Linked DNA regions of Mus musculus: all the other regions are linked to region 1. A link is a contact called in public HiCAR-type, HiChIP or PLAC-seq and promoter capture Hi-C data. All regions are on one chromosome and are shown on one strand. The core of a region is the stretch at or near the end of the contact, and the rest is flanking DNA. Distances in the headings are between cores, read along the strand shown. Region 1 holds the start of Vrk1 (vaccinia related kinase 1). Region 2 holds the start of Cyp46a1 (cytochrome P450, family 46, subfamily a, polypeptide 1). Region 3 holds the start of Hhipl1 (hedgehog interacting protein-like 1). Region 4 holds the start of Ccdc85c (coiled-coil domain containing 85C). Region 5 overlaps Setd3 (SET domain containing 3). Region 6 overlaps Setd3 (SET domain containing 3). Region 7 has its middle 43 kb from the start of Bcl11b.

Region 1 (4,304 bases), core at 705-3,204:
AATTTCAAAAGTTCAGCAGGACTGATCAACTGACCTGTCTATTCCTGTCCCAGCACAACCTATCAACTCCTAGACGGCGCCGAAGGTCTCCTATGTCCCAGGAGTTGCATCGTAACCGGTGATATTTCAGACATGCTGTCACCATGACGGCAGCTTGGACTGCTCTCCTGCCACTCTCTGCGCTGCTAGGGCTTCTCCGCACGTGTGGGTGGTGTCGGTGGTGTTGGCAACAGCCTTGGAACATAGCCTCAGCAGAGTAGCACTTGACTGAGAGCCATCCAACTGATAATGCCGGAGCCGTGGGTTCTGGAATACATTCTATTCCCACCTTGGAACAGACCAGGCTGTGTTGCTGACTTAACTGTGCTTGAAGGTCAGCCAATTGTCGAGCCAGTGTGGGAGCGGGGACCTTTCTTCCGCACTGGGGGAATGTGGTCACAATGTAACAAGTAATGTGTGTACTTGTTTGTGGGTGCAGAATGGCTTTCACTCAAAGCATTCTGACCACAGAGTCTTGCTGTGTGTGGGACTTCACACTCACGAGATGTGTGAATCTTGAGGCTTCTCTGCTGACAAATAGTCATCGAGAGCTCACCTTGTGCCTGCGTTTCCATCGGCGTGTGTACAGAAAGCAGATGCCGTGAGAGGATTTGTTGAGGAGGGTTTATGTTCCAGGAGGCTGTTTAGAGAGGTGTGGGGTCTGAGCCACACAGGATGAAACAGTAACCTGTGACTCGGGGGCAGCCAGTGTGTTACTAGCTCTAGTCCTAACAACACAATCATCATGGCATGTTCTCATTGCAGACTTGTGGAAAGCCCAGCTGAAGTGACCCTTAGCTAAGGGACTTAGCTGTTCGTGTATGTGTGTGTGATCGTCGTTAGGTGACTTTCCTTTTTTTCTTCCATTCTCAGGCTCCATCATGGATCAAACTCAGCAGAAGTCTGGGAGCAGTGGGCATGCAGTACAGCTGTTTTGTGGATCTGCTCTATGGGGCAGACGGCAAAATAGGAAAGAAATTGGAGCAGGTGTGGGTACCTGGGACGGTGAATTCAAGATATGAAGATCAATGCTGAACTGCACACTGGGCAACAACTCAGATTTCGTAGGGACTAAAGCTCATACAGTGTTTTAAGATCCACCTTAAGAAACAACACAGGCAAGCCGAGTGTGGTGGCGCACGCCTTTAATCCCTGAACTTTGGAGGCAGAGGCAGGCGCATTTCTGAGTTCAAGGCTAGTCTGGTCTACAAAGTGAGTTCCAGAACAGCCAGGGCTACACAGAGAAACCCTGTCTCGAAACTGCCCCCCCTCCAAAAAAAAAAAAAAAAAAGAAAGAAAAGAAACAACACAGGCTAGGAGTGTTGGCTCACATTTTTAACTCAGCTGTTGTTAGTAAACCAAAAATTAAAAAAAAAAAATCAAATTGGTAAAACAATAGCAATAACAAGAACAGCACCGAACCCAAGGCCTTTTCTAGGGCTTCAGAAGCTGCAGATCCAAAGTGCAGCTTGAAGCTCATTCTTCCAACCTCTAGGAAGGAGATGGTGAAACAAAGAAAACTGATGTTTGACAAAAGTAGCTCAAATACTGCGGTGGGTTAAGTAAACACCGAGACGCGCTTCGGATATTTGAAATGAGTCTCTTTGTCTAACCGTTTAATAAATCAAGCAACAGTGAGTACTGGTTATATTTATTTCGGTTCTTAAGGCTTTGAGAGCCACAGTAACATGTAAAACAGCAAGCGGGCTGCAAACCACACTTCCCAGAAGCCCTTGTGCTCAGAGGAACACGCCCCCATCTCGCCTCTTGGAGGTTCAAAGACTACAATTCCCAGCATGGAGCAAGCGTAAGGACCACAATTCCCGGCATGTCCGGAGAGGTGACAGGGAAGCGCGGTCTTCCTCTTTCCCCGCCTCCCCCGCCGTTCGCAGCCAACGGGAAGGCTCTGTACTACGGGGTGTGGAGGGGACGGCGCCGTGGGTAGGTCGCGAGTCTAGGGAAGCGGCGGGAAGTTCGTACTACGCTGTGGACCGCGAGTTGGCCGCTCTGGGTAGGGAGCCGTGGGGTGGTGGCGGGACTATAGGTCCGGTGTTGCTTCAGGGCGGCGCCGCGGCTGGGTCCGGCCTGCCCGGGAATCCTCGCTTCTCTGCCCGATCGCGGAGCTGCCGGAAGCCCGGTTCTAGAAGGCCGCCCGAAGCCTAGCCGGGACCAGGGTGGCGGGGACGGGGACGGGGACGGGGACCTGGACCGGCCGAGCCTGCCACTTCCTTAGCACTGGTGAGGTGAGGCCTCGGGGCACAGCCGCGGCCGGCAGCTTCTCGTTTCCTTCCAAGCTTGCTCCTCAGGTCTCCACCGCCGGTGACCGGGCTCCCGGTGCAGTGTCTTCAGAGGCAGCAAACAGGTCTGCAGCCCAGCGCCAAAGTTTGTTTCCGACCGTTTCCAGGCTAGGTCGCCTTAGATGTAGAACTGCGCCAGAGTCCTTGAGAGATGGGGACACACGCCAGTCCTGGTCGGGTTACCCGTTTATTCTTTTGTCGTTGACGTTAACCATTCTTTACGTCTGCGTGTGTTCTTCCTTTCCGTCCCTCATCGCTTTTGGAGCAATTTGGAAACGCGATTTTGCCTTTGGGAAGGTGGTGGTTAAACTTAGCGGGTCGTTGAAGAGCTTCGTTGCTTTCCTTTTTTAAAAAAAGAAACAAAAAAACAAAACGAAACTAGAATTGACCATCTATTGAGTCTGGAATTCAAAACAGTGAAAAAAGATGTAGATCAGCATTTTATCATCATTATTATTTTGGATTTTCAAGACAGCTTGCTTGCTTGCTTCCTTCCTTCCTTCCTCCTTCCTTCCTTTTCTCTTTCTTTCTTTCTTTTTTTTTTTTTTTTCTGTGTAGCCTTGGCTGTTCTGGAACTTGCTCTGTAGACCAGGCTGGCCTTGAACTCAACAAGAGATCCTCCTGCCTCTGCCTACTGAGTGCTGGGACTAGACTTGCGCCACCCCCACCCCGGCTTAAGAGTTCAGGGGAAAGGCATGTCACTTTTTTTGTGACATGTCGATTATACTGTTTGGGGAAATTTAATTTACAGTTCTGACTGGAATTAAGCATCTGGGCAATTAAGATAATGTTCATCTACCTGGAAAAAGGAATGTAAGTGGACATCACTAAAAATGGCTTTCCCCGTTGTGCTACCACAGATGGCAGACACTGCAGCGCTGCCTTGCTGATGGAGACCGAGCTAACAGGAGCATGGATTGAGGTGGATAACAAGTGTGTTAGGCGTTAGGGATTCCGTACAGCACTAGTATCCAGTACAGATATCACTTTGATAACTGTAATGGCTGCTGCTTATGCCTGGCGTAGCAGAGATGATGAGTGTTTATTTGTTAAACAAATGAGATGGTGGAGTTGATGTGTTTAAGCAGGGAGCCTGGCATCTAATAATAAGTTTGAGTGCCCAGGGAATGGTTATATGGAAAGCTTAGGCTGAGTCTTATTCAAGTATGCATGCATATATTTAAAAATAACAGCAGTGCATTTAAAGTGTTGACAGACCCTAAAATTAAATTTCTTACAGGAAATAGGCCAGCTTTTTCCTCTTAATTTTGAGAACTAACGTAAAATAATAATGAGTGAATGCCCCAGATGTCTAAGACAAAGATATAATTTCCCCCCCCCCAGACAGGGTTTCTCTGTATAGCTCTGGCTGTCCTGGAACTCACTTTGTAGACCAGGCTGACCTCGAACTCAGAAATCCGCCTGCCTCTGCCTCCGAGTGCTGGGATTAAAGGCGTGTGCCACCACGCCCCGCTAAAGATATAAATTTTGACTTTTTTTCCCCCTTAAAGGCCCCTGTAATAGACATGCTATGAATAGGGCTTGATTCGAAAAATAAAATCTTAAGTTATTTTTTATTTAAAAACCAAACATATTTGGAAGTGGGACTTACCTTGCAATCAAATGCAGATGTGTGACTCCAGGGTTTATGCAAATGAGCAAAGGCTCCTGTCTTTAGTCTTCCCGCAGTGGGCCTGCTGGGAATCAAAGTGCTGTGACCTGTCTGAGTGAGATGAGGCTGTGGGGGAAGATGATCTGGATGGGTCCTCAATGGATTGGTTACAGGATGACCTTGGAGTACCTGTGTGTGTGTGTGTGTGTGTGTGTGTGTGTGTTTGCATAGGACATTTTGCATGCTTGTCAAGGGTTTTTGTTGGTTTTGTTTTTTAAGATTTATTTATTTTTGTTTATGAGTACACTGCAGCTGTCCTCAGACACACACCAGAAGAGGGCATTGGGTCCTGTTGC
Region 2 (4,304 bases), core at 521-3,020, 2.3 Mb after region 1:
CAGGGAGTCTCTCTCTGTTCTGAGTCCTGACACAAAGTTAAGTCCACACAGCTTAGGATATCTGCTAAGCTCAGGGTGAGGGGTCATAACACCCTCCTAAAGTGACCATGCCATGCTTCTCTGCTCTGCACACCACCCTCCCAGTATTGGAAATTGAACCCAGGACCTTGTATTGTGTGTTTACAAACAAGCACCTTACCACTAAGCCAGATTGCTAACCCTTAAAAAAAAAGAAAAAAGAAAAAAAATTAGGACAGGGTCTTAAGTTGCTCAGACTAGCCTTGAACTCTGAAGGCCTAAAATATTTTATTTTTGAGACAGGGTTTCTGTATAGTCTTGGCCTGGTCTGCCTTCCCAGTGCTGAGATTCAAGGTGTGTATCACCCACCATATCCACCTAGCCTCGAACTTTTGATCCTTTCTCCTGTGAGCACCACGATGCCCCACGGTCTTTGCTGTCTACTCTCTTTAACTCGCCTAAAAGCACGCAAGAAGTCTACACCCTCCTCGCAGTCTCATGCCTTCATCTCCTCTCAATTCAGGAGCTTTCACAAATGGCTAAACTAAACTGGCTGACCTTCCTCTGCCCCCAAGCAGGGCCACGGGAGGTCCCTGTTGCGCACATGCGACTGCCGCTCGCTACCACACGGGGGCGCGGTGGCAAGCCACATCCCCCTAATGCCACTCAGAGGCCAGTCCCCGGTTGGATGCTTGGCTTCCCGTCTTGTTCAGGCTGAGGTGGCCTCTCCAGACCGAAATCAAGCACAGCTCCTAAAGCTCTCCCCGTCACCTGCAGCTCACGGATCCCTGATATGTCCCTCCCGGGGGCTGGTCCTGTATACCCGGAAATGTAGGCACACGGTCCACACTTTTTTCCTGTTTTTCTGTCTTCAGACCCCTCCAGGACCTAACCAAGGTCTCGGAGTAGTCAGAAACCGACCTTCTCTCGAGGTCTTCAGAGCCCCCACTCCCCAATCCCGAGGCTCTTTATCTAGTCAAGGAGAGCGCACATCTGGCCCTCCCATCCACTGCAGGCCTATCTGAGCGTCCCCCACGGGAACTGAAACTCGGAAGTGAGGAGCACTTTGCGCTTCCACCGGGTGAGAAGGCGGAGCACAGCCCAGCACATTCCTATGGACCATCACCCATACTCAGGATTATGGTTTTCCCGGGCCCAGGAACTCCTGCATCCTGCTAGGATCTTGTCCTCCGCCTCCGGGCGGACGCTGGCACACAGCGGGCGCAAGGCTTGCACCGACCTGCAATGAAGGCGCAGCGCGAGGACATTTGGGATTGACTAACTTTGGGGCGCTAAGGTTTCAGGGAGATGTTTGAGAACAGTCAGCGCAAGACGGGGATTGGAGGGCTGGGAAAGGGTTTTCAGAAGGTTTGCACGAGAAAGGAAGAGGCCTGGCACTGCACGCGGAGAGACAGTTGGCGAGGCCAAAGGGGCGGAGCCAGCGGACGGGATTTGCGCCGCCGCCTGGGCAGCTTGCGCCCAGGAAGCGAGGTTGCCAGGACAACGCGTTCTGGGCGGGGCGACTTCGGGGTGGAGTCTGAGCTCAAGAGAGGGTAGAAGGGGCGTGGCCTCAAAGTCTGAGCCAAAAGCCAGGTTGTGATTGGTGAATACTTATCGCTCTGGGCGGGAACGGCGTGGCGGCTGGGGCTGGGCCTCAAAGAGGGCGTGGCCGTGCGGGGGCGGGTCCTGAGAGCTAGGGCTGGAGGCGGAGACGTGGTTGGCGGGTCCGCGTGCCCGGGGCGGGGTCGAGCCAGCGGGGGCGGAGCCGAGCGGCGGGGGCGGTGCTGGTGAGCGCGGGGCCTGGGGCCGAGGCGGCGCGCAGCGCTGACAGCTAGTCGGTCGCAGCCTCCGGCCCCCTCTGCACCGGCGCCGACCACGAGCCATGAGCCCCGGGCTGCTGCTGCTCGGCAGCGCCGTCCTGCTCGCCTTCGGCCTCTGCTGCACCTTCGTGCATCGCGCTCGCAGCCGCTATGAGCACATCCCCGGGCCGCCGCGGCCCAGGTGAGCGGGGGGTGGGGGCGGGGGCCTGGCTGGGGCTCTCGATCGCGGGGTCTGGGGACCGCGTCAGAGCCAGCGCCCAGGACGGGGGTCCAGCCTCGTCTTGTACGCACGGCCAGCCCGGAGACGCAGGCCCGGAGAGGGGCGCTAACTATTCTTAGTAACAAATTACTCACAGCCGCAGCAGCTGCTGGGCGCCCACCGCGCTTGGCTGGGCCGCACAAATGTGTCGGCAGCTACAGTCCTGTCAGGTAAGCGCTGCTGTTACCCCATCGTTCAGACCTGCAGACTGAGGCGCACGCGGGGAAGTCACCTGCCAAGGTCACACAGTTGGTAAGCCTAGATTTAAACCCAGGTTAGGCTGCTTTCGAAGTGGACGCTGCTAACTTTAGGACTTGGACAGGGCCAACCTGTCCAAATACTGAACACTGTACTCCCGTCACGTTTTTCTGTTTCTGTGTTTCTGTCCTGGGACATTCCATTTGTCCTCAGTATTTCCATTCCGTTTTTGGCCACTTTACCAATGGCTCCCATCAAAAGCTTACCTTTCTTTTCCTTTTCTTTCTTATTCCTTTTCTCACCCCCCCCCCTTTTTTTTTGGAGACAAGGTTTCTCTTCAAAACCCTGGATGTTCTGGAACTCACTATAGACCAGGCTGACCTCAAAACTCACAGAGAGATCTGCCTGTCTCTGCCTCCTGAGTGCTGGGATTAAAGGCCTGTGCCACTATACCTGGCAAGAGCTTTTTGAAGCTTAGAGTAGATGTGTAATGAAAGTGTCCCAAGGGCTTCCCATCACTTCAGAGTTGAAAAATCCCGTTTCACATGAACCATACCACACAGCTAGCAAGCTACTACTAAGTTCACAGGCAACTTAGTACCTGTCCCCTCTTGCCCCCTTTGCATACTACGGTTGCCCTAAGCCTGCCTGTCCCCTACATCTCTCCATTGGCTCTCCCCATTCACCTTCTCTGGCCTGTGAGTGGTATTTTCTTGTTCTCATATCAAACAGGCTGTCCCAATCCCTCTATGTGAAGCCTGCCCAGCCCCGGTAATTTTAAGGCTACCCCTGGAGTCACCTTTTTTCCCACCTGTTGATTGCCCCATGCTAAAATGTGAGCCCAAATAGGGCAGAGATGTTGGGTTTGCTTGTGTCATACCTCCAGGGCCTGGCATGTTGCACTTAATTGCTCAATAAATAAATATCTGTTGAATGAATAAATAAATAAGCAAAGGTATTAGACACATTTCTTAAAGACCTCTGGATATGAACATTCTGGAAGGTACCATCTCCAGTACAGCAGCCTGAATTCCTGTTTGTGGACCCGAGTGACCCCTGTGGCTGGAGACATGGGGAGGCCACTCTTCTCTCCCTTGTGTCTCTGCCCTCCTTTTGACCTTGGGGGTCTCCCTTGGACACCCCCCCCCTTGCCTTGTTTAGCACTTACAACTTTCACTCCTCCTAAACAGGCCTTCTCCAGGACTGCATGGCTTGGCTTAAGGCTATGCTAACTCCTTAGGGAGGGGGCCCTTCTGTTGGACCTATAGCCCCTTAAGTCACCGTGCCACCTCTTGTTAAGTGTTTGTCTCAGTCACTGTGGTAGCCTTGATGTCTCTCCCAGCAGAATCTGGCACATGCACAAATTCCAAGTTGGATGGTGGAATTTCTAGGTTCTGTCTCCAAGCCATCCATCCACAGTTTAGAAGTGAGCAAGCATCTATTGTTCTGACAATGTCTTCTAAACCTATGGGCTTTGGACCTTTCAGACCTGATTGGAGAAGGCAGGGCTGCTCACTTTCTCTGAAAGGAAGGAAGGAAGGAAGAATAAAAAGACGAAAGAAAAGGATATAATGTGCATACTTTTAAAATCTACCCTTTGAAAGTGTTTAGCTGAGCTACAGAGTTGCATAACCATCAGCAGTAATTCTAGAACGTTTCTTTCACCCCCAAGAAGAAATCCTGTATCCATTGTCAAGAACGCCCTGTCTGCCTGCCCAGGCATCCCTAGCACTGGTCTGCATCTGTCTCCATGGGTGGCCTGTACTAGATACTTCATATGAATGGAGGCTTACAACCTGGAGCCCTTTGTGTCTGCCTTCTTTCACTTAGGACAATGTTTTAAGGGCCATCTGTCTTAGTTTGCTTCTACTGTTGCTATAATAAAACACCATGACCAAAGGGAATTTGGGGAGAAAGGGGTTTACTTCACTTTGCAGGCTACAGTTCATCATCTGGGGAAATCAAGGCAGGAACTTGGAAACAGGGACCTGGAAATGGGAACTGATGCA
Region 3 (4,304 bases), core at 795-3,294, 2.3 Mb after region 1:
CGGCTCCCTGTTTACAGTGGAGCTTCAACATCTGGATCATCACTTTCCTGAATTCCCTGCCCCATGAACTAGCATATGAAAGCTTGGCCTCCTCCGTCAGACTTCTTAAGCCTTGGTTTGTTTGCTTGGTTGGTTGGTTGGTTTTGGAAAGCGGATGTCATGTCCTGGACAACACAAACTGAGGGATATTGCGCTTTAGTGTAAGGACATAATATGAATCTAGAGGTCGGGCATGTAATGAGGAGCTAGACACCAGAAGGACCCGCCAGTGCCCACATAGTTGCTCCTTGATGCCCAAGGTCCCCAAGTGCACTTCCCCAGACAGAGGGTGTCCTGCAGTGTACACAGGGATCATCTGCTGCTTCCATGGAGACTTCTGATGGGGGTAGTAAGGAGCTGGAGAGGGGACGCCTGTGCCCTATGCCCCTCACACTGTGTCTGAGTTCATTGCCTTCTTTATTGAATCACCAGTAAGGTGAATGGCTGTCTTTCCTCCCCCATGGTGAATCTCAAAGCCCTTTCTCCTGGAGAGTAAACCTGCTTTAGGGTCCTGACAGCCCCGCTTCCCTCTGCCCACCAGAACCATCAGGGGGCTTTGTTGGCCCTTCTCTGAGACCCTGGCAGGGTTCCTGGAGGTAAACTTGCAAGAGCTTAACCCCAAGACTGTGACACCCCTGGTTTCTCACTCTTATGCACATCTAGCCTCCAAGAATTTTCCCAAATGGTCTGCTACCGGTACCTTAATCTGGCTACCAGTCTGGGACAAGGACACAGTGACCAGGGGCTCTACTGTTGCCTGGCACTTTGTGTAGTCACTCAACTCCCGAGCTAAGGCTTTTCAGACTCCCATTCAGCTATGATCGGTTAAGCCTATAATAAACACTGCCTGGAATGGGGAGGAGGATGGAGTGGGATGTTCTTCCCCTGCTGTCTGTCCCCAACTATCTGACAGTGCCATCTCCCTGTCTCCCCCTCTCCCCCCTCGAGGGTCCAGCTGCAGCGGTTGGCCATAGCTTTTCTAACCACCTCCAACCATTCAGGGACTTTGTGGACCAACTGCTGCAACTACAAAACTCCGTGCTGTCTCATCGTCCCATGTGGATTCTCATCCTTGACGTCAGTTACACGTGCTTGCCCTTAAAGACTTAGAGATGAGATGTTTGCTCTTATATGGGGACTTTGACTCATAGCTGGCCCCCACCCCTACCCCATTTCAGGCTCCAACCACAGCCCTGTGGAATCTAAGCAACCCCAACCGCACTCAGCAACTGTGGCAGACTGACTGATACAGGGCTGTTCAAAGAGACAGCAGCAAGTGGGTATCATGTGAAGGCCACGTGGGAGTGTGCGTGACAGAACTGATGGAAAGAGTATTCCAGGAAGAAGCCGGTTCTGGGGTCTTCATAGACAAGTGCTAGGGGCTTTGACATGGTGGAATTCTGAGCCCATGGGATAGTGTCTATGTTCACTCTTGGGGTAAAGTTGAGACAAGAGATGCAGGAGGAGAGATGACGGACGAACAACCATCTAGGAGACACACCCATTAGGGCTTCCCACAGAACCCCACGGGTTCTGGGCTACGGGTAGAGAGTTCCACGGCCAGGGGAGGACAGAAGCCCTGGCAGGGCCAAAGATGGACTGACTGTGCGGTTGCGCCTGTTCCCTCCCACCCCCAGGCTCATGCTTCACTTCTTGTGAGGTCCCAGGCAACACCACCTGTCTTTTATGCCACACCTCCACATTTAAACACTGCTAAAGATCCTGTCTGGCTCAGTGGGAGGTGGGACCTAGGAGTCCCTGACTTGGGCTTTGGGGTTTCGTCTACTTGGCGGCTAGCGAGCACCTGAGAGAAGTGGAACTGTGAAACTGGGCAACCGGGGCTTCCCAGACGCCAGGTTTGGAAAGGCTGGGGCCAGAAGGAGGGGGCTGCCCGCAGAGGGGAGCTGCAGAGTGCCGTGATCCTCCAATCCTGCAGAGTGCTCCCAAGCAGAGGTGACCTCCAGCGAGGGGAGTCCCTGGACCCTAGGCCTGTAGGGCGAATCCACCGGTTTCCCGGTGATCTCCCGGGAGGGTGCAAGCAAGGCTGGAGGCGGGCGCTCAGGGCGCGGCCAGTGGCTCCTGGGGGGCGCATCGGCGGGGCTGGCTGGCCGGCCTTTGGCTGCTATTTCTGCAGACTGCCAGGAGAATGGCGGGACGGAGGGCTGTGGCCCGGATCGGGCCCGGGGCGCTGCTGGTTCTGCGCGCTCTGCTGGCCGCCGCGCACCCGCAGTGCTTGGACTTCAGGCCGCCCTTCCGGCCGCCGCAGCCGCTGAGCTTCTGCGCGCAGTACTCCGCCTTCGGCTGCTGCACCGCGGAGCAGGACGCGGCGCTGGCCCGGCGCTTCCGGGTCCTGGAGACCCGCATGGATGCCGGGGTGTGGGCGACGTGTGCCGGCTACGCTCTGGACCTGCTGTGCCAGGTGAGCGGGTGCACGGAGGCACGTGGAACACTAGTCGCTGGCGGCGGGGGCGGGGGCGGAGCAGGAATGGCATCCCCAGAAGGGCGATACTCAGGAGTGGGTCCCAGACTTGGAGGGGAATGACGACCCTACAGGCATGAGACTTAGGAATGGATCCTGAACTTTGGAGGTGATGGCAACCACAGGGGCAAGGGTCGGGAGCGGGTACCAGACTTTGGAGCTTGGGGGGTCCAAGAGGGAGTGACTTGGTATCAGGCGGGAAGACCTGGCTAGCTAGCTCTTGTCATTCATTTGCTTTGCAAAGATGTTGGGCTTTTTTTTTTTTTTTCCCTCGAGACAGGGTTTCTCTGTGTAGCCCTGGCTGTCCTGGAACTCACTCTGTAGACCAGGCTGGCCTTGAACTCAGAAATCCGCCTGCCTCTGTCTCCCAAGTGCTGGGAGACAGAGGCAACACCACTGCCCTGCTGATGTTGGGCCTTTTAGGAGCCTCAGTTCCTCTTAGAGACTCAAGACTCCTATTCTCTGGGACACCCTGGAAGCTCCCGCCCCCTCCCCCCTCCTCCAGTGCCCCACTGCAGAGAGTCCTATCTCTGTCAGGTACCAGGATGAAGTCTTTGCTAAGTCTAGGAAGGCAGGATGGGAAGATATGTAGCCAAATCTGAGGCATGACTTTGTCAGCAGTCTGGGGACTGCTTATTCCGATGAGGACTCTTCCACAGGCAGACTGAAAGGAGTAGTCTGAGAGCCCATTCCTCAGGGCCAGGATGCTTAAAGCACCCACCTTTCTTTTCAGCTACTGGTCTCCTCACCTGGTAGAGTCTCTCCCCAGATGAGTTACTCTCATCTCTCCTCTGATAGTGAAGCCCTTACTTCGATCCACGCTGAACTATCGCTTCCCTTATGTCGATGCGGAGTATCCTGCCTGACTGATCTGATTGCAGGAATGCCAGCCAGCCAGCCAGCCAGGGAAACCCCAAGGCGGGCCCAACCTAGGTCTGTAAGGTGAAGGATTCACGAATAGAAACCGCCCTCCAACCCCTGCCAGACAGTACGAAGTTCAGATCCCAGCCAGCAGGGGGCAACCTGCAGGGGAAGACTAAAGGGCGGACTTGGGTTTGATATAGTACATCTTCTCGTGACTGAGAGCTTGCGAGGTTCACGGCTGTCTTTCAATGACATTATCTTTAAAACAGGATCAGATGTCTATCCCTCACCCCATACCACAGAGATTAAACGGCATAGGCAGAGCAGTCCATTTGGGGTTTGTAGGTAAATTCCTCTAGTGCTTCCTTGCTGGCCTAGAGAGAGAGCGGGGATCAGGAGCTGCTTCAGGAAAGTGGTGACATGGCCCAGTGGCAGGTCAAAAGACCTGGACCACACTCAACGCCCTTGTGAAAAAAAGATCATGGAGATAAGGAGATGGTGGAGGGGAGACCACAGCACTCTAGGGTGTCCTGTTCATCTTGCCATGGGTTCTACTAAGCCAACACTTGGTGCATCCCAAGAGAGCCAGAGGGTGTGGTGAACCCACTCACCTCTCTCCCCATCCTGGAAGTCCACCCAGATGTGCCCACTGCTATCCCTGCCTCACCCAGAGCAATAGAAGAATTCCTGCAACGGGGCAGTGCTTACTTTTAGGGTACTCCCCATTTGTTGGGCCCAGCATAGCAAAGGAGATGGACAGGACCAGGGAGGAGGAAGGAGCCAATCCTGGGGCTGTTTGCTGGCAGAAGGCTCCTCTTTTTCCTTGGGAAACTGCCCAAAATGGCCTGGCCTGAGAAAGTCTGTGGTAGAGTGTCTGCTCATACCTCCAGTGAGGCGTCTCTGGGGGTGACCTCATGTCTGG
Region 4 (4,304 bases), core at 1,295-3,794, 2.3 Mb after region 1:
CAAAGTAAACTGGAACTTGGCATCTAGAGCATGAGTGAATAGCCCCCCCCCCAAGAAGGTGAAGCCAAAGAGATGCATGCCAGCTCTGTAAAGAGGGGTGTCCGTTCCCCCAAAGTAAACTAGAACTTGGCATCTAGAGCATGAGTGAATAGCTGTCGGGGTAAGGCCCTGTGGATGCAATGTTACAAAAAGAAACCTGAGTTGCTGTGGTAGATTGCTAATCAGTAACAAAATATCCCTTTAGCCCCAGTCCTTTCCTGAACTCACAAGCTCTGGAGAGTAAATAAAGGGGAAACCTCTATCTGACCTGCATGAGAACTGCAGCTCCTGCCTCAAAATGCCTGCAGAGGGCTTGGCCAGGAAACCCAAGAAAAAGCTTGGTCCTCAGCTCCAGCAGTGAGTTTGGGGAAGAGAAGTTCTTCTAAGCCTTGACAGTATATGGATGGAGAAAGGCTTTAAGGAGAACAGAAAGGGCGAGTTACTCTTCGCTACCAGGGGAACAATTCAGGCAAAGGCAAGTGCCATCAACACTGAGAGCCAAGCTCCAAAAAACTGTGGGGGAAACGGAGTAGCACAGCAAATGGTAGTCAGGACAGGAGGGAAGCTGCAGGGCCCAGATCGCCACTGAAGGGACAGCCACAGTACCCTAGGTGGGGACACCCTCCTGTAGGGTCAATAGCAACAGGTTGAGGAAGACAGAGCCGGCTTCCAACCCACACTCTGGCCACAGATGACCCCAGCACTTCCTGTAAGACGATCAAGCTTACAGATCTCTTCAGGGGCATTATCTATCTCCACCTCACACCCCGGTGAGGCGGCCATCAGCCTCTCCAACTTACAAGCAAGGAAGAAAGGAAACTGAGGCACACGGAGAGGTCGGAATCCACTCCAAATATATCCTCTGGGGAAAACTGTAGAGACCGAACTGAGAAAGGTGTCCCAACCAGTACTGCGGGACTTATGGGAAGCCAGGAAGACTCTTATCTTAGCCCAGGGTACTCTGGCCCAGCTTCGTCAAGGTCTCAGCACGGGTGATTGTGTGCCAGCCCAGCCCAGCCCAGGAGGAGATTCAGCTGGGAAGGAAGCAGGGGAGAAAGCCAGCCACAGCACAGTGCAGTCGTGGGTGCTAAGTGAGTTTGAGGGACTCCAACCAGAAGGGAAAATTCACTTGCTTTAGCTTAGGGGCCTTTCATAGTCTTCCAAGAAAAACTCTCCTCTGCCCTCAAGTGTTTTCAGGGTAGGATGAGAGACACCCCTCGACAGCCCCAGAGTGCCAGCTGGTAACACAAAAAGCTGCGGAGGAGAAACTTTTTTCTGCGGCATCAGCTAGACAGGGACACCACCACGCCGAATGCTCCATTTGCTATGCCAGCTGCGGAAGGGTCTGAAGGTGCGACCCCACCCCCACCCCGCACCTGTGAGGTCTCCAGAAACTACTACTGCTTCACGACAGACACCCATGGGCTTCCGATCCCGGCGAGATGCTTACCGTGCAGGCCGTTAGGGATGCTTCGGTGGTGCGGCGGCGCTGACAGGTCATCCAGAGACCGGCGCGTGGCTCCGGCCTTGCCGTCCGGAACCTTGTGCGGCCCCGGGGGCAGCAGAGCCGCTGGGACGTGGTGGTGGTGGTCCGGGCTGCCGCCGCTGCCCGCACTGGACGTGCTGCTGCCGTCGCCAACGTCGCGGGCCCCCGAGCCCGCTGCGCTCCCCGCCAGGGGCCCGCTCAGGCTGGCCTGGCTGTCGATGGAGCTGCGGGAGCCCGCGCCGCCGCCGCCGCCGCCAGCGCCCCCCGCCGCCGCCAGCGCCGCGCGCTCCTCGTCCAGCAACAGCACCAGCTCTTTCAGCTCCAGGTTCTCGCGCAGCAGGGCCTCCTGGCGCGCCTCGAGCTCCCGTAGCTTCTGCTGCGAGCGGGCCACCTCGTGCCACACGGCGCCGGCCGCGTGGCGTCCGAAGCGCTGCCACTCGCGCGCCAGCTTGCGCCCTTTCTGCCGGTCGTCGTCCAGGAAACAGCAGAGCTCACGCAGCTCCTGATTGTCGTCCTGCAGCCGCTGGTTCACGTCCTTGAGGCCGCGGATCTCCAGCAGGTGCTGCTGCAGCCGCCGGTTCACGTCGCGCATCAGGCCGCCGTGCTCCAGCATGAGGCCCACCTTCTCGCCCTCGGCGCGCCGCAGCCGCCGCGCCAGCTCCTCCTTGCTCCAGCGCAGCAGTTCCTCGTCCGGGACCTGGCTCAGCTCCTCCGACGCCGCCGCTGCAGCCGCCGCCGCCACCGCCGGGGGCTTCGCCATGGCGGGGCCGTCACCGCGGCATCGCCCTCGCCCGCGCCGGGCCGGCGCTCCCCGCGCCGGGGCTTCTCTGGGCTCGGCCACGCGCGCGCGGGGGGCGGCTGGGGACGCGTGCGGCCCGCCCTTCGCCGCCTCGCGCTCCCTCCCGCGGCCCCCTCTGGGGTCACCCGAGAGCCCGCGCACGCCTCAGGACTGAGGAACCGGGACCGTGGCTGCGTCGGCGGCCGCGGTGCCCCGGCTCTCCGAGCTCGGGCGCAGCAGGCGGAGGCCCGCCCCCGGCCCCGCTCCCGGAGCCCCAGCTGCCCCGCCCACCCCGGGCGGAGAGGGGGCGGGGCGCCGCCGTTGGGCCACGCCTCCGAAAGGGAGGCGGTCAGAGGAGTGGCAGGCCCCCGAGGTCCCCCTACGCGGTGCGCCGGCCCGCCGGGCGCCCTGCCAGAGGCGCGCTCGAGCCACGGTCCCGCCCTCCCACAGGTCTGATTGGCCAGGTTCGGGGGTGTGCGGGAGGGGCGGGGCGCGCGCGGGGAGGCTGAAAAGATGGTATCTTCCAACCGCGGGGCCTTGCACCCTCCTCCCCCCCACACTCCCGGTTCAAGTTTCTTCGCCCGGAGGACGCGGCCTGGGCCAATCCCAGGACTACAAGGGGTTTTAAAATGCAGGTAGGGCTAGGGGGTGGCGGGGACCGGTGGGAAAGGTAGGGCAGGGCTTCCCTTAAAGGCGACGCGCGAATTTACGCGTCCCTTATCCGGCCAGCGTCCCTGACCCTCCCTTTCTCACCCTTAATAAACAGATGCCCACCCGGCGAGCACAGCTCTCTCCCTCCCTCCCTCCCTCTCGGGGGCACCAGAGTTCGGTACAGTCCGAGAGAGGAGGAACAATAGGACCCTGACATGGGGGGTCGGGCAGGGCTGGTCTTTGTCCCTTTCCGGGCCACCGACCAGAGCCACCTGGGTCCCTGCCTAATATTGCAGCGGGGCTGTCTTCCCACCCCTAGCCCAAGACCGTGGAGCCTTGCCAGCCTTATCTCAGGGCCAGATCTCTCTCCCTTCTTCCCCTGACGTGGTGGGAGCCGAGGACCTGCCCTTTTCCCAGAGCAGTTCTCCGAGCCCTTCCCTTCCGCGCACTACACCGCTAAATCCCTGGGATTGGAAGAACATGCAGTTCGCTAGGTGGAAACCCCTGAGAAAGGCGAGGGAAGGTCTTCCACCCTGGCCAGATAGCTGGGGTCCATAGGTACTCAGCGACCGCAGAACCTTCTTCCCTCGCCCCGCATCGCTGCGGAGCATACGGATCTTCCCACACCTATAAATCCCGTCCCCTAAGCGCATTTAACAGCGCTTCTGCAGCCAGCGGGCCGAGGGAAGGATGCGTTTCCCCTGGACCTACAAGGAGATAACCCACTCTGCGCGCGCACAAACCGGGGTAAGCTACCCGGGCCTGGAGCGCGTGCCCGCGCAGCAGCTGACATCCCCCTTTTACAGTTACTCAGCCGTTTACTAAACCACCTCATGTGCCCTCTTACACCTTCCCCATCCCGGGGGAATTCTACCGGGACAAGAGGCCACTGCTCTCTGAGGGCACTTGGCATTCTTGGGAGGAGGGAGAGAGTACAACGTGAGAAGAATCGGTGAGGCTGTCTGCAGCGCTATGCGGGGAATTCAATTGCCTTAGATCTGTGTTCTGGGAGGGACCTAGGAGCTAGGACCTAAACCTGAGTGACAAGGACAAAGGTAAGCCTGGAGGCCGGACAGGTGAAAGGAACAGCAAGTGGAATGGCCTTAGGGTTGGCTTGTTAGTGGCCGGTTCGAAGGGGAGGAGGGGCCGGCGAGATGGCTCCGCAGGTAAAGGAGTGTGAAGCCCAGCCTGACAACCTAAATTAATTCCCAGGACACAGTGATGGAAGGAGAGACCTTACTCCCTCACGTTGTCCTCTGACCTCCAGAGTGGGCAGTAGCTTACATAAACACTCACACAGAAAGAATGAAATGTAATAATATATTAAAAAAAAAAAAAAAACAAGAAAGG
Region 5 (4,304 bases), core at 1,210-3,709, 2.2 Mb after region 1:
AGAGTAACTGTCTGGTTCCTCATCAGAACACATCTCCCGAAAGCACAGGATTCTAAGTTGGGCAGTCTCTTAATCTGTTCCACTCAAAAGGTAAGTGTCGGGGTTCTCATATACAAACTATACACAGTCATGAAACAATGACTTCATGTTTCATGAGTTCTACTGAAAAATGAGGACAATTCCTAAAGTAAAAATATACATTTATACAGGGTGGGTGAGACACAGCTTGACCATTGTGCATATATGGAAAGACTTTCGTATATTAAATAACAGAACCTCTGGAAATACATTCATATTTTTTGTGGTTTTCTCTCTCTGAAAGCAGCTAAGCAGGATATTATTTGTTTCTGGTACCAAAGGAAGAGCTATGACCAAGCACAGCTGGAAGCTCAGGGGGAAAGGGGATACTTGCGACAAGGGCCACAAGCATTTGTCCATGTGGCCACCACAGCTTAGTAAGGTCGATACTGAGGACTCCAGCTCTTAGGAAGCTGAGAGGATGCTGTGACTTGGCCAAGAGACCAGAGGCACCAAGCAGCAGACCCCAGCTTGAAGCCATGGATCAGCTGCACCATCCAGGCTGACTCTAAACATAAAGGCACTTGAGTAAACAAGCTCCCCTATCCCCTGGGTAGGCAATAGTGACCAATGTGAAGGACATCAAAACCAGGGAAAGCCAGGCCTACAGGTCTCAGCATTGAGACCAGAAATTAAGTCACACCCAAAGCAAAGCGGCAGAGATAATTCTCCAAATGCCCAAGTAACAGAAGACAGAGGGCAAGGAAGTACAGTGTAAGAAGGATGACTGAAAGAATCAGGTAGTAAAGTCGTTTCCTAAATCCAATTCTGCTTTGACAGTTTTCACTTCAAAATTCATCTATGCTGTGTGATCTCCCTAACCTTGTGGATTTGAAATGATTACCCAGACTTCACACTTGTGATTCAAAACTTTGCTACACACAATGGTTCATTCTGTGATTCAGTTAACTTGGGTGCCTGTTGCTTCCAACTTTTAAACAGAGCTGTCAAAGAGGTACCAAGCACATCTTTAACAGTCTGAGTGTGTGGGGGGAGAGGGGGTAGGTACTCACTCACCAGTGTCCTATAAAGACCAAATATTACTAATACTCCTTCTACATATTCATGTAAACATATGCTAAATTAAGCACCTATGCACTTACTCTTTCTCTATCCCTTTCCCCCTTGCTCTCATGAGAAATGTTAGCTGAGCCAGGCGTGGTGGCGCACGCCTTTAATCCCAGCACTTGGGAGGCAGAGGCAGGCGGATTTCTGAGTTCAAGGCCAGCCTGGTCTACAGAGTGAGTTCCAGGACACCCAGGGCTACACAGAGAAACCCTGTCTCGAAAAACCGAAAAACAAAACTTAACAAAAAGAAATGTTAGCTGTATAGCACAAGGGTAAGTGAAAGATACTCTCCCCTGAAGTTTAGACTGAAATAGCATATGAACTATCATGGGAGAAGCAGAAGTGAGGCCTAAACAGCAACCACAACAATAAGTATTACTTTAGACAAAGGAAGGAAGGGAGGGAGAGAGGAGGAGGGCGGGAGGACAGACAGACAGACTAGTAGGGAAACCAGCAGAGTTTCACTCTCAGTTGGCACCTACAGAAGTAGGCCTTGCTGTAAGTCCACCCACCTGTCTCCATTCACCACCCAGAAGTTTATAGAAGGTACAGGACCCTCAAGCCTGGCCCTTTTAAGTCAGTATAGACTACTTAGCAAGCCAAACAGCCACCTCCCTGCGTAACAGACAGGGAAACAAACATAACTGTTAATTGCAGGCTGACTGGCAAGAAGGGACAACTGTGACTACTGATAACTTCCACCATTTAATTATTTCCCATTCTAATCTATACAGGGAACTAAATAGACCATACTTTGGGGACCATGCTAGAGGAGGAGGTGACAGGGTAGAGGCATTATTACACAGTATAACTCATATGTACTAATAGATGACATTCAGTTGCAAAAACATGACTTGCATTCATAATTAAAATGGGAAAAAATTATATAAACTGGACATTGGCAAAAAAAATTACCCTCTCTGGTAAAAATCTATTAGCTGAATGGGCAGGCAACATCTATGAAAGAACTAGTAACCATGTGACTAACTTGTACAAAAGTATAAACCCCTGATTCCAGCCTGCCAGCAGAATATCTCTTTGACAACCATGCATGCCCTCACAGAAGCAGTGACCTGAGCTAAAACTTGGGCTGTCTTCTACAGCCCTTCTTCTGCTCCCTGCCACCAGGATACTTTAATTAAGTTCTTCCTGAAAATGCTGCTTTGAAATAAGTACAGCTAGAATAAACACTTTTGATAGTAGGTATTTGGCAATTTGCCTAGGAAACCTAACTCTGACCCAGCACCATCTGCTTCTCAATGTAGTTTGCACTGACCCAACTTGGCAGCTGTGTCTTCTGAAGGAGGTTCTGTTTGTGTGCTTCTTCCTGCTCCAAGCTTTCAGCTGTAAAATACACCTGAGGGGGTGAAGCCAGCCAATGTGTATAGAAGAACAGGAAACAATCCCTTCCCCATTTCACTAACTATTCTGTAGACCATGAGAATCAAACATCACAATGAAGTACACACAGAATGGGTTGGGAAACAGAAAGACACAGGGCAACATTTTCTGTCCCAAACCCAGCACTGGCAAGGTGCTTCATGGTGGTGCCTTCCTTGGCTTCACGTGGTGCCAGCTTAACTGGAACTGACAGTTACCAGAAGCACACTCTGGCTTGGCCCAGAATGCCACACCATAATAACTTAGACCAGCATGCCATGCTACAATAACTTACACCAGTGTGGCTGGTACCCACCAACTGGCACAACACTCCGGAATCAATGGAGGTGCTCTATGCCATAGACTCAAAGGAATCAAGAAGTCAAGGCAAGCAGTTCAAAGAACGGATTTTGACTCAGTAGCTACTTAAGTACCAACAGAAACATAGATCTAAGTTTTAATCTCTTTACAGAACAATTTGGACTATTATATAAATGCAGCGTAACTAGAGAATTCAAAAAAGTTCCTTTCCACAAAAATATTGACTATTTTTCCAGAAATTTAAACAATAATTCTAAATTTTAAACCATCTGATTGTCTTTCAGCATAAAAGGTTTGAGCTGTTAAATTATAAGCACACTGAGGTTAACTCCTGGCTTCTTGACTGTGAGTGGATGAACCCTGAACTCAAGCCTCCCCCATGGCAGTCAGCAGAAGCAGCAGCATGAACACCATCAGTGACTACTGCATCCATACAGCAGGCATCAGGAGTGTCTGAATGCCATCAGTAAAGTGAGGGAACCAACCAGATCAGCCTGCAGCTCTACAGCTCTAGTAACTGCCTGCCCAGGTCTAATTACTTTAACTTCAGTGAGGAATAGCTGACAAACTGAGGGACCTGAAGAAACAGAAAGGTATCCATCTCTTCCTCCAAGTGACAAGCCAGACCATGACAACTGGGCAAGCAGGCTGAACACAATGGAGTATCAGTTACACTTGGGGGAAAGAAATCTGTCTTTGTCGGAACTATATAAACTGGTCATTGACAAAAAATGACCCTCTGTGGTAAAAATCTATCATCTAAATGAGCAGGTGACATCTATGAAAGAACTAGTGATCATGTGACTAACTTGATTCCAGCCTGCCAGCAGGCTATCTCTTTGACTACCGTGCATGCCCTCAGAAGCAGTGACCTGAGCTAACTCTTGGGCTGTCTTCCCTGCTCCCTGCCAGCAGGATAGACCTGCACGCTGAGATTAGCTCTACCTTTTCTATCTGCTGCATCAAACCCAATGTTCTGTTATCTACACCATCCTTCAAATAAAGGAATCTACTCAGTCCCCACGAGGCTCCTATCTAAAATAATCATCTAAAAATAATAATAAAGTAAGGAGTCAGGAATCACTTCCATTACAGCTCTCTCTAAAACAAAGACAACAGTGTTAAATGGTGACAGGACAGCTGTAACCTGCTAAATCACCTTGAAGGCACTTACAATCCAAACATGAGATTCTAGATTCTAAAATTACAGAGCATCAGGACTGGAAGATACCTTTGAGATGATTATGTAAACCCTTATGCACAGCATTATGTCACCATCAACTGTCAATGCTTCACTATCCACCATCTGATTCTAGTCTGAAAACGTGGCTGGCTAACAAATTCACAACCTAAAGCACTCCATTCAGTCTTGGAGTCCTCTGATTGAAGAAGGTGGGCTACTGATGGCCATCAGTCCTGCCTGCTCACTTCTGAAGCAGTCTCTTACTTGTAAGCTA
Region 6 (4,304 bases), core at 940-3,439, 2.1 Mb after region 1:
AAAAAAAGGGGGGGCAAACTGTAGAGGGCACGCCACACTGTGGTACAGATATGCAAAGCTGACTACTATCTTCTCCACAAAGTGCACTTTACCTTATATTTTCTTAATTAAATGCTTCATTGGTCAACAGCTCTGAAATAGGTTTTACTCTTGTGTTTCCCCACCCCCAGAGGAAATACTATCTCACATTCTAAGAGTAATCCCATTTTGTTAAAAAAGCCAATTTCTAGAAACAATTTTTCCATGAAAGAATAGTTTAATCCGTGACTATCTTTTAAGTGTGATGTAGAAAATGGATAATTGTTAATTGTTCACTTGGAACAGAATGCTGGGAAGCCAATATATTGATTTGAGCCATCTTTCAAACGAACATGATGTTTGACCACAGTCACAGATAAGAAAAGATTTCAGAATTGGGTTTTGAAAAACAGGGCAGCTGGCTCCTAACACAGAGTCCAGGAACTCTGGAAACACTTGTACTGCAATACAGCAATGATAGCACCAGAGACACCTTGAGAAGAAAAAGCATGCAAGGAAAGCAACATGTTTGGCAGAGTAAAGATAGTGCTTCTTAGCCTCCTGGGGTATTTCCCTGCCTTTGACTAGGGAGAACCCAGGGTGCAGGAGCCAAAGAATAAATGTTACAAAAAAAGATCACCAGATCATTATTTCAAAGGCACCAGGGACAGACTGTAATATTAAGGGACAAGAAAAAAAGAAACTTGAGAGGAGACAGGACTTCTTGTCACATGGCCTTAGTTTACTCCACAGAAAAAAAATGAAGGAAGCCAAAGATGGAGGGACATGGCTAGGCCAATTTAAGGTAGCGGTAGATTCCCACAACTCAGGAACCAAGAATGGGAAAAGGGGAAGGGGAAGGTATATATGGGTCTGTCAATGGTTACATAGGCACCAAAGTCAAATGCGAGGTTCTTGGGACTGCCTGTGGTATTTATTCCCAGGAACACAGAAGGGGCACACCACCTAGGGACCCAGCACAGTAAGCACGGTCTTACTTTTCAGTTATATGGCTCCAACAAAGAGACACAAGGCTGCAAACAATTTCCATGTACGTGATTTCTGCAATCCCACATGCAACAACACCACACCAGGTTTGTGGAGCTAACAGATCTGCTACAAAATGAAAGGTCAGCAGACTGCCTTTCCAGGATAACCAGCAGCAACTGGTATGAACACCTTGGTGGTTTTTAGCTCTGCCGGGGCAGGAGCCATGGGAATTGACTGGTGCAGTCAAGGATAAAAAGGATGTGCATAGAGCAAGCAAAGAGCTCCAGTCCTAGCCAGCGGAGCCAAGTGACTGACCACCTCCCGCCGACTCCAATCCTCCTCAGTCCAAGAGGGCGCCTGCTCCACAAAGGAGTGACCTGGACAAAGTGGCTAGGACTGTTGCACTTGGCAGAAGATTCATAGCCAAGAGTGAGAGCTCAGTAGTGTGAGCAGCTCCTACTCTTCACTTCCTGCCACAAGTGCTCTGTGCACTTGTGTCCGTGCGCCATCACCCAGTCTAAAACAGGCTCTGGGGCAGGTGCTGCATCCTGCATCTGCTTCCTGCTGACGGACCTCAGTCTCACAGTGGCACACAGCAATCCTACACAATTGAGCTTAGTCTCAGCTTCAAACTACTCTGTTGGAGATGGTGCAAAAGACAATCTTCCTAAACACTTAATGAATCTACTGCAAAAAGAAAAAAATCTGTTTCCCCATCTGCACTTCCAGACACATATAATGAAGTGACATTTTCCAACAGAGGATTTTAGATCATTGGTTGTGTCAATTAAATTCAGCTCAGCAGAATGACCGTTATTCTTTCTACTCACCTTTTAGCCCCTGAACAAGTTGCAGAATCTGGAAGTCATCTCAAGCCATTTATCATTTATCCCTCAGAAAACCTGATGTGGGAAACAGCCTTCCTGCCCATTTTCACACTTTCCAGATTGGAATAATTTTCCCCTCCCACTGATTCATTTAGCCAAGTCCTTCAACAAAGTTTAAGATTAATCTTCCTTTAAACTTTCATGTGACCTCTCATGACCTCTGAATTCTTAGCACATGCAGCCTGCAAAACAGTTCTAGCCTCTGATTTCACACCACGGTGAACTGCTACTCAGTTGTTGTGCGACACCCATTCAATCATTCCTTCATCTGGGAAATATTCATGGAGTCTATCAAGAATAAAAGAGAAAATAAAGGCACAAGATAGATCTGGTCTCCTACCCTCACACTTCCTGTCTGTAGAAGGCTGATACTGACCAATAAGGTAAGAGCTTCGAAGGGGAGCAAGGCAGGGAAGAGTGGGCTAACAGGGAAGGCTGAAACCTAAAGGCCGTGGAGGGGTAAGGAATGGCCTGAGATCTCCAGCTAGACTGCTAAATAACTCAGGTGCTGGAGCTACAGATGGACTCCCTGGTCACAGCTGCTGCTGTCTGGCTTCCCCAGAAATCATAATACAGTTTGAATGGAAAGCAAATGCTCACACAGCAACTGTGTGGTTTCCTTTTCAACCCTTTAAAGACATCATCTTTGGAACACACAGTCAGAAAGGAAGAAAGAGAAAGAGAGAGCAAAGGTTTGGGGTGATTTCAATGGCCACCAGGGGGCTAGTGGCAAAATAAGAGAGCCCTGGAGCATCCAAGTTCAGGAACACTCTGGCCTTCTGTGCCTGCTCAGATCCCCATTCATCAAGGTGGGCCGTGTCTTTGCTTTGCTGTTCCTGCACTCGGCCTTCTCTCCCCAACACAGAACGCTTCCTGCCCCCAATGATGAACTCCATGGGAACAGTAGACAGAAGCTATGACAATGACGTCAGCTAAACTAGGCCCAAGTGGTCTGAGGAAACCTGGTAGAAGGGAAAGCCTGGAGCATTTCTAGTCAGGCTCTTATTACAATATGCATCAACAAACCTGTGGTTACAGAACAGATAGCTTCTCCATTTGTTTCATTGAAAACTTGAGGCAAGAGGCATTTACTCATCAGGAGAAGAACCACTATTTTTCAGTCTGCTCTCTGCCTAAAGTATGTGCCCATTAGAAACAAACAACAACAGAAGGCCAGGCCCTGTGCCACCCATTGTCCAGGTGTGGTGTATAACCAGACAATAGCACAGGAGAAATGAGGAAGGAAGAGCAAGAATTCAAGGTCATTCCTGACTATATATCAAGTTGAAAGCTAGGCTGGGCTACGTGAGATATTGTCCTTTGTGGTTTCTTTGCTTTTATTTATTTATTTATTTATTTATTTATTTATTTTTAGCAAGCGCTAATGAAATAACATGCTATTTTCTGTGAAAATCTCATGAGCAGACAGGTGTGAGGACTGTAGGGTGACCTCTATCAACAACAACCAAGAAAAGGAAAAGGAACAGGTGTAAAATCTGTAAGAAAGGGTTTTACTAACCTTGGAAAAATAACCAAGTTAAAGTAACTAAATATTTCTGCATAGAAAATAACAAAGGCAACAGTCAGGCCACAAGAGTGGCAAAACTGGTACCTAAGATGGTCCATGCTCCCTCTACTCCACCAAAACACTCCGGAGCGGCATGCTGTAAAGCCATCAAAGAGGCTGCTGGGCCCCTGCCCTGCCCCAGCCTACGGCCAGCATAAGATGCCCCCACGGGAGCTGTCAAAATGGCAGCACCACAACCCGTCCTCAGTCTGCAGCTGTTACAAGAACTGTGCACAGTGGTGCATCTCCTTTCTTGCCTCAGCCTACAGTCTTCCTGAAATACCACTGTCCCACGGGAGCTTCCACAGCATCAACACCACCTTTGCAGCCACCTGAGCCAAAGCTGCCCATCCCAATCTGTGGGCCTGATGCAAGGAAACGGGGGTGGTGTGAAAAAGAGCCACCAATTCCTGAGCAGGAAAAAAATCCACCAATCCCTGAGCTTCTCACAAAACCCCACCAATCCCTGAACAGGAAATCCTACCAATCCTCACTCTGGAGATCTTTGCGCCGAAAAGATCCGCCCCTAAGAACTCCTATATACACCCTGCCCTTTGTTCAATTCCCTGCTGTCCACTCTCGGGAACAGAGGGCAGCCATCCCTGGATTCTTCCCTCCACACCCTGGACCCTGCAATAAATCTTTCATAAGATTTGATACCTAGTATAATTCTCATTGGAATAAGCTGAGAAGCAATGAAGAGAAGAAGGGAAAAAGCAAAGAAGTGGAACGGAGGAACAGAGCTCCTGAGCTCCTCAGCTCAGCTGGGGATACCCACCCCTGGTAGCTGAAATACCTCTCTGCTGGGGGAGGCTTCCTCTCAGAGCCGTGTGGTTCCTGGG
Region 7 (4,304 bases), core at 1,056-3,555, 2.0 Mb after region 1:
GAGGCATTTGAAAGCAGGCCTATGAGGAGCCCAGCCACCCTGAGCCAAGGGCCTACTGCTCTGTCCTTGCCCTGTGAGCTGGCTCATCAAGGAACACAGCTATGCCAGCTTCATCTGGCTGGTGTCCCTGGTCCACCTCCTGTCCTTACCTCCACCTTGGCCTCCTGACCTCTCCAGTGACTCTTACTGTATCCACAGCCCTCCAAGCTTCTGGCTGCTGAGACTCTGGTACCCGAGGTCAGTACTGGAGTCCACCCACACGTGTGGGCTGGCCTCACTCTGGTCTGACCCAGCAGCATACCTGGTGCTTATGCCTAACTGGACACGTTCCTTCCACCAAAGCTGACCCATTATCCGTAAAATCATCTGAACCAACGCTGACCTCTAGCCTTTGGACCACAGGGGGACAGGGAGGTTGGAGCTGAGATCCAGTGTCCTCTTTGGCAGAACACATTGGAAGCCCTCATCCAGCAAGGTTTGCATGGATTCAGAAGCTATGTTCCCATTCCCATCACTCCAGTGGCCCAGCCCGAGAGGAGGAGGGAGTGGCTATATTGGGGTGGGCAGTATAGCCGCCACTTCCACTACATTTAGCCCTGTCTCCAAATAGACACTTTTCCAGGGTCCGTGATTAAGAACATAGACTTAGCTAGAGTTCAGTCTCCCCTCGTATTGTCTGCGACGTGTGATTTAAGCCCTGAGTCTCAGCCCCAACATCTGAAATGGGGACAATAGTAAAGATTCTTGTTTCTTTGCTTATTCCCCCCCCTCCCCCCAGGAGTCAATTCTCTCCCTCTACCATGCTAATTCAAAGATTGAACTCAGCTCATCAAGTTTGGTCACATCTTTACCCACTGAGCAATCTAGCCAGCTTGTTTTTGTTTTTTGAGGCATGAGCCGGTACAGTTCAGGCTGGCCTTGAACTGGCTATGTAGTTGAGGACTGATTTTCTGATCCTCCTGGGATCCCAAGTTCTACAGGTATGTGCCACAGAACCCAGTTTTATGCAGTGCTGGGGTTTGAACCCAGTACTCTATACATGCTAAGAAAGCACTCTACCAACTGAGCTACCTCCATAGATTAGAGAAAGTGATACGCATAGAATCTTAACTCAGAAAGGATGTTAGCTTAGTTGCTATTGTTATTGTCTATCAAGAAGCTAAGGGCCTGGGGTCCCGGGCTATATTTGTCTGAGGAACAGATGCCTCCTGGTCCTTATGAGTCAAGCACAGGACTGAGCACAGAGCCTGCAGGTGCTCAGAGGTGAGGCTGAGATAGACCGTAGGTTCCCTAATACCCCAGAAAGGTAGACAGAGCTGGACCCAGCAAGCCTTCCCCAAATGCTGGGGAGTGGAGGACAGAGCAGCAGCCATTCTGGGGCCCAATGGCATGTGCAGCCCAGGCTCCAGCAGCTGTGGGAGGTTGGGTGGCCAGGGCCAGGGAGGAACAGGGCTGGGAAGAAGCCCTCAGGGCCCTCTGCCCTGGCAGTGGCTACAGCTCCCATACTTCCCTAAGCCAGAATAGTAATGCTGTGGAGGTCCTTCACCTTCTGGAATGGGAAAGGAATTTCTTTTTTCCTTACTGGAAAAAAAAAATTGGGTAATTTGTTCTTAACTCCATGAGACCCCCTCCAGCATCTTTCTCTTATCTGCCTTCCAGGGGATACCACTGCGCCCTACTCTTTAGTGTAGGCTTGTAGAGGAAGGACGTTTGTCTAATCAGCACATATTGATAAATGTATCATTTCTAGCCAGGCATGGTGGCTCAGGAGACTGAGGCAGAGTGGGGAACATCAGGAGTTCAAGACTGACCTAAGTTATACAGGGAGTTCCAGTCCTGCTTCAGGGTGAGACCTTGTATCAAAAAAGATTTAGCTGACAAGTAACAATTTTATAAGTTTATAGGGTACAACATGGCCTACACACACACACACACACACACACACACACACACACACACACACACGCACGCACGCACACACGGTACAACTGGTCCACACACATGCGCACACATGCGTACCCGCTTGTGAACACATACACACAGGTAAATATGAAGTGATTCCCTCAGTAGCCCCACAGCTTCACTCTGCACCAGCCACACCCTGATATTTCCCTCTTGAATGGCGGTCCCACCTTGTCCCACTGCAGCTGACCTGAGCCAACTGTCCAGAAGCTCACAGAGTACAGCTCAGAAACACACACGCAGGGTCTCACAGCCCAAACCACCTGCTGTCTGCCCTGGCCTCTGCCTGTCCTGGCTTCTGTCTGTCCTGACCTCTGTCTGGCCTGGTGTCTATCTGTCCTGGCCTCTGTCTGCCCTGGCATTTGTCTGTCCTGGCCTCTCTCTGTCTATCCTGACTTCTGTCTGTCCTGGCCTCTGTCTGGCCTGGTGTCTGTCTGCCATGGCCTCTCTCTGCCCTGGCCTCTGTCTGTCTGCCCTGGCTTCTGTCTGTCTGCCCTGGCATTTGTCTGCCCCGGCCTCTCTCTGTCTGGCCTGGCCTCTGTTTGTCTGTTTTGGCCTCTGTCTGTCTGCCCTGGCTTCTGTCTGTCCTGGCATCTGTCTATCCTGACCTGTCTGTCTGCCCTGACCTCTGTCTGTCTGCCCTGGCCTCTGTCTGCCCTGACCTCTGTCTGTCTGGCCTGGCCTCTGTTTGTCTGTTTTGGCCTCTGTCTGTCTGCCCTGGCTTCTGTCTGTCCTGGCATCTGTCTATCCTGACCTGTCTGTCTGCCCTGGCTTCTGTCTGTCTGCCCTGGCCTCTGTCTGCCCTGACCTCTGTCTGTCTGGCCTGGCCTCTGTTTGTCTGTTTTGGCCTCTGTCTGTCTTCCCTGGCATCTGTCTATCCTGACCTGTCTGTCTGCCCTGGCCTCTGTCTGTCTGGCCTGGCCTCTGTCTGCCCTGACCGCTGTCTGTCTGGCCTGGCCTCTGTTTGTCTGTTTTGGCCTCTGTCTGTCTGCCCTGACTTCTGTCTGGCCTGGCATCTGTCTGTCCTGGCCTTTGTCTGTCTGTCTGTCCTGGCTTTTGTCTGCCCTGGCCTCTGTACCTCCCTCTGCAGCAAACCAGCCAAGGTTGATCCTCTGGTTCCTCGGAAAGTGATGAGACATTGATGAAACAAAGAACTAAAACAAACAACGCACCTTTTCGAAAACTTAGGGTGAGATTTAATCATTTTTTATTCACACATCAGATTTAGGAGTGGGGACACCTGGGTGAAGAAGAACAGATGCCCCGGAGAAGGAAGGCGCCGCCATCTTAGATCTGGTCTCAGGTGGGTCTTCAAAGAGTTACCGCATATTACATGGTGCACACGCCCCTTACCTTTACCGAGGTTCCAGCCGCACTTGTAGATACCCAACGCATCATGGATGGGATATAAAATGTCCCCGGGGGCTCTTAGGAAGGCTCGGTCTCTGGCTGGTAAGGCTATTTTGGTAAGTGGTGGAAATTTTAGAAGGTAGAATGTAGCTGAAGGAAGTGAGGCCTTTGAGTGGCAGATCCTTGTCCCTGCCTCTTCCTGTCTCTGCTTCCTGACCACTGTGAGGTGAAGAAGCAGTTCCTCCAAGCAATCCCACCTCTGTGGTGCTCTGCCCCACCACAGGGCCACCACAGGGCCACCACAGGGCCACGTTGACTCTGAAATCAACCTAAGCACTCAGATACTTTGTCACATCCACGAGAAAGGCTCTAATAATAATTTTTAAAAAAGGTCAACTCTGGTCTGAAAATACTAATTGGAAAATTCCAAAAATAACTCATAAGTTTCAAGTTGGTTTTACTATATCACGTTATTACAACTGTCCTATCTTATTAGCTGCTGCTCCTCTCTTACTGCGCCTGATTTACAAAGTAAACAGTGAAGAAAAACATGGTCTACTCCAAGGGCTGCTCCCTGGTTTTCGGCCTGGGAGGAATAAACTTGGCATGCATCCTCCTGCAGGCTGCATATCCCCCGTGGGTCCTGAGATGGGTCCTGTATGGGAAGATAATCTGTGAGAACTCAAGAACAAAGCAAGATCTCGTAGAAGGAGTAGGTTCACGGGAGTCTTACCAATGGCACATGTAGTTAGAATTTCAATCCTAAAAGCCCATATAAAAGACACACAAGCCAGATATTTTACTTCTAAGCCGTATGCCTAGATAGAGCAGACCCAGGGCTATACTGACTTATTCCCCCGGCTATACTGCTCCTTGTTACTTGCTGTTTCTCCTGCCCATAACGGCCTCCTCCTCCTTAGCCTTCCTCTTCTCTCTTACCCTTCTCTCAAACCTCCAACCCCACCTTTCTCCCTCCACTGCCCAAGCACAGG

The links. Promoter capture Hi-C pulls out the DNA fragments that hold promoters and counts their contacts. HiCAR-type assays count read pairs that join an accessible place to other places. HiChIP or PLAC-seq counts read pairs in DNA pulled down with a chosen protein or histone mark.
Region 2: a contact with region 1 is called in a HiCAR-type map of astrocytes, with 6 times the contacts expected there. The contact joins the promoter of Cyp46a1 here to the promoter of Vrk1 in region 1. A contact is called at or near these places in 4 of 39 promoter capture datasets (liver, maxillary cranial neural crest and pre-B cells) and 3 of 115 datasets of contacts at active chromatin or transcription factors (astrocytes, embryonic forebrain and stem cell-derived neural progenitor cells).
Region 3: a promoter capture Hi-C map of liver shows a contact between it and region 1, with 4 times the contacts expected there. The contact joins the promoter of Hhipl1 here to the promoter of Vrk1 in region 1. A contact is called at or near these places in 7 of 39 promoter capture datasets (cranial neural crest, frontonasal cranial neural crest, hippocampal neurons and 3 more).
Region 4: a promoter capture Hi-C map of pre-B cells shows a contact between it and region 1, with 9 times the contacts expected there. The contact joins the promoter of Ccdc85c here to the promoter of Vrk1 in region 1. A contact is called at or near these places in 5 of 39 promoter capture datasets (embryonic stem cells, hippocampal neurons, liver and 2 more), 3 of 115 datasets of contacts at active chromatin or transcription factors (astrocytes, embryonic forebrain and large pre-B cells) and 1 of 9 other capture datasets (embryonic stem cells).
Region 5: an H3K4me3 HiChIP or PLAC-seq map of pro-B cells shows a contact between it and region 1, with 9 times the contacts expected there. The contact joins the enhancer-like site here to the promoter of Vrk1 in region 1. A contact is called at or near these places in 9 of 39 promoter capture datasets (the C10 cell line, the SN4741 cell line, cranial neural crest and 6 more), 5 of 484 Hi-C or Micro-C datasets (B cells, CD4 T cells, CD8 T cells and 2 more), 5 of 115 datasets of contacts at active chromatin or transcription factors (astrocytes, large pre-B cells, memory CD8 T cells and 2 more) and 1 of 9 other capture datasets (adipose tissue).
Region 6: a contact with region 1 is called in an H3K4me3 HiChIP or PLAC-seq map of embryonic forebrain, with 19 times the contacts expected there. The contact joins the enhancer-like site here to the promoter of Vrk1 in region 1. A contact is called at or near these places in 8 of 39 promoter capture datasets (the HPC-7 cell line, cranial neural crest, embryonic stem cells and 5 more) and 1 of 115 datasets of contacts at active chromatin or transcription factors (embryonic forebrain).
Region 7: a contact with region 1 is called in a promoter capture Hi-C map of cranial neural crest. The contact joins the enhancer-like site here to the promoter of Vrk1 in region 1. A contact is called at or near these places in 6 of 39 promoter capture datasets (cranial neural crest, embryonic stem cells, frontonasal cranial neural crest and 3 more) and 3 of 115 datasets of contacts at active chromatin or transcription factors (embryonic forebrain, pro-B cells and stem cell-derived neural progenitor cells).

Annotation. Positions count from the first base shown.
Region 1 is chr12:106,008,309-106,012,612 of GRCm38.p6, forward strand. Vrk1 (vaccinia related kinase 1) reads left to right here and starts at 1,955. Exons shown (of 14, transcript NM_001029843.2): 1 at 1,955-2,050.
Region 2 is chr12:108,332,546-108,336,849 of GRCm38.p6, forward strand. It overlaps Cyp46a1 (cytochrome P450, family 46, subfamily a, polypeptide 1), which reads left to right and starts at 1,771. Exons shown (of 15, transcript NM_010010.2): 1 at 1,771-2,019. The coding sequence starts at 1,901.
Region 3 is chr12:108,304,226-108,308,529 of GRCm38.p6, forward strand. Hhipl1 (hedgehog interacting protein-like 1) reads left to right here and starts at 2,045. Exons shown (of 9, transcript NM_001044380.1): 1 at 2,045-2,458. The coding sequence starts at 2,186.
Region 4 is chr12:108,272,849-108,277,152 of GRCm38.p6, forward strand. It overlaps Ccdc85c (coiled-coil domain containing 85C), which reads right to left and starts at 2,545. Exons shown (of 6, transcript NM_001159910.2): 1 at 1,490-2,545. The coding sequence starts at 2,285.
Region 5 is chr12:108,169,137-108,173,440 of GRCm38.p6, forward strand. All of the region lies in intron 1 of Setd3 (SET domain containing 3), which reads right to left. Among named protein-coding and RNA genes, the nearest start is that of Setd3, 8.0 kb to the right of the region's middle. Within about 2 kb of position 2,460, at least 50 of the 459 cell types and tissues checked have an H3K27ac peak or open chromatin away from gene starts, as enhancers often do. A contact at or near this core is called in B cells, CD8 T cells, pre-B cells and 1 more, where this site is marked.
Region 6 is chr12:108,131,337-108,135,640 of GRCm38.p6, forward strand. All of the region lies in intron 6 of Setd3 (SET domain containing 3), which reads right to left. Among named protein-coding and RNA genes, the nearest start is that of Setd3, 46 kb to the right of the region's middle. Within about 2 kb of position 2,190, at least 12 of the 459 cell types and tissues checked have an H3K27ac peak or open chromatin away from gene starts, as enhancers often do.
Region 7 is chr12:108,043,861-108,048,164 of GRCm38.p6, forward strand. No RefSeq gene overlaps it. Among named protein-coding and RNA genes, the nearest start is that of Bcl11b, 43 kb to the left of the region's middle. Within about 2 kb of position 2,306, at least 8 of the 459 cell types and tissues checked have an H3K27ac peak or open chromatin away from gene starts, as enhancers often do.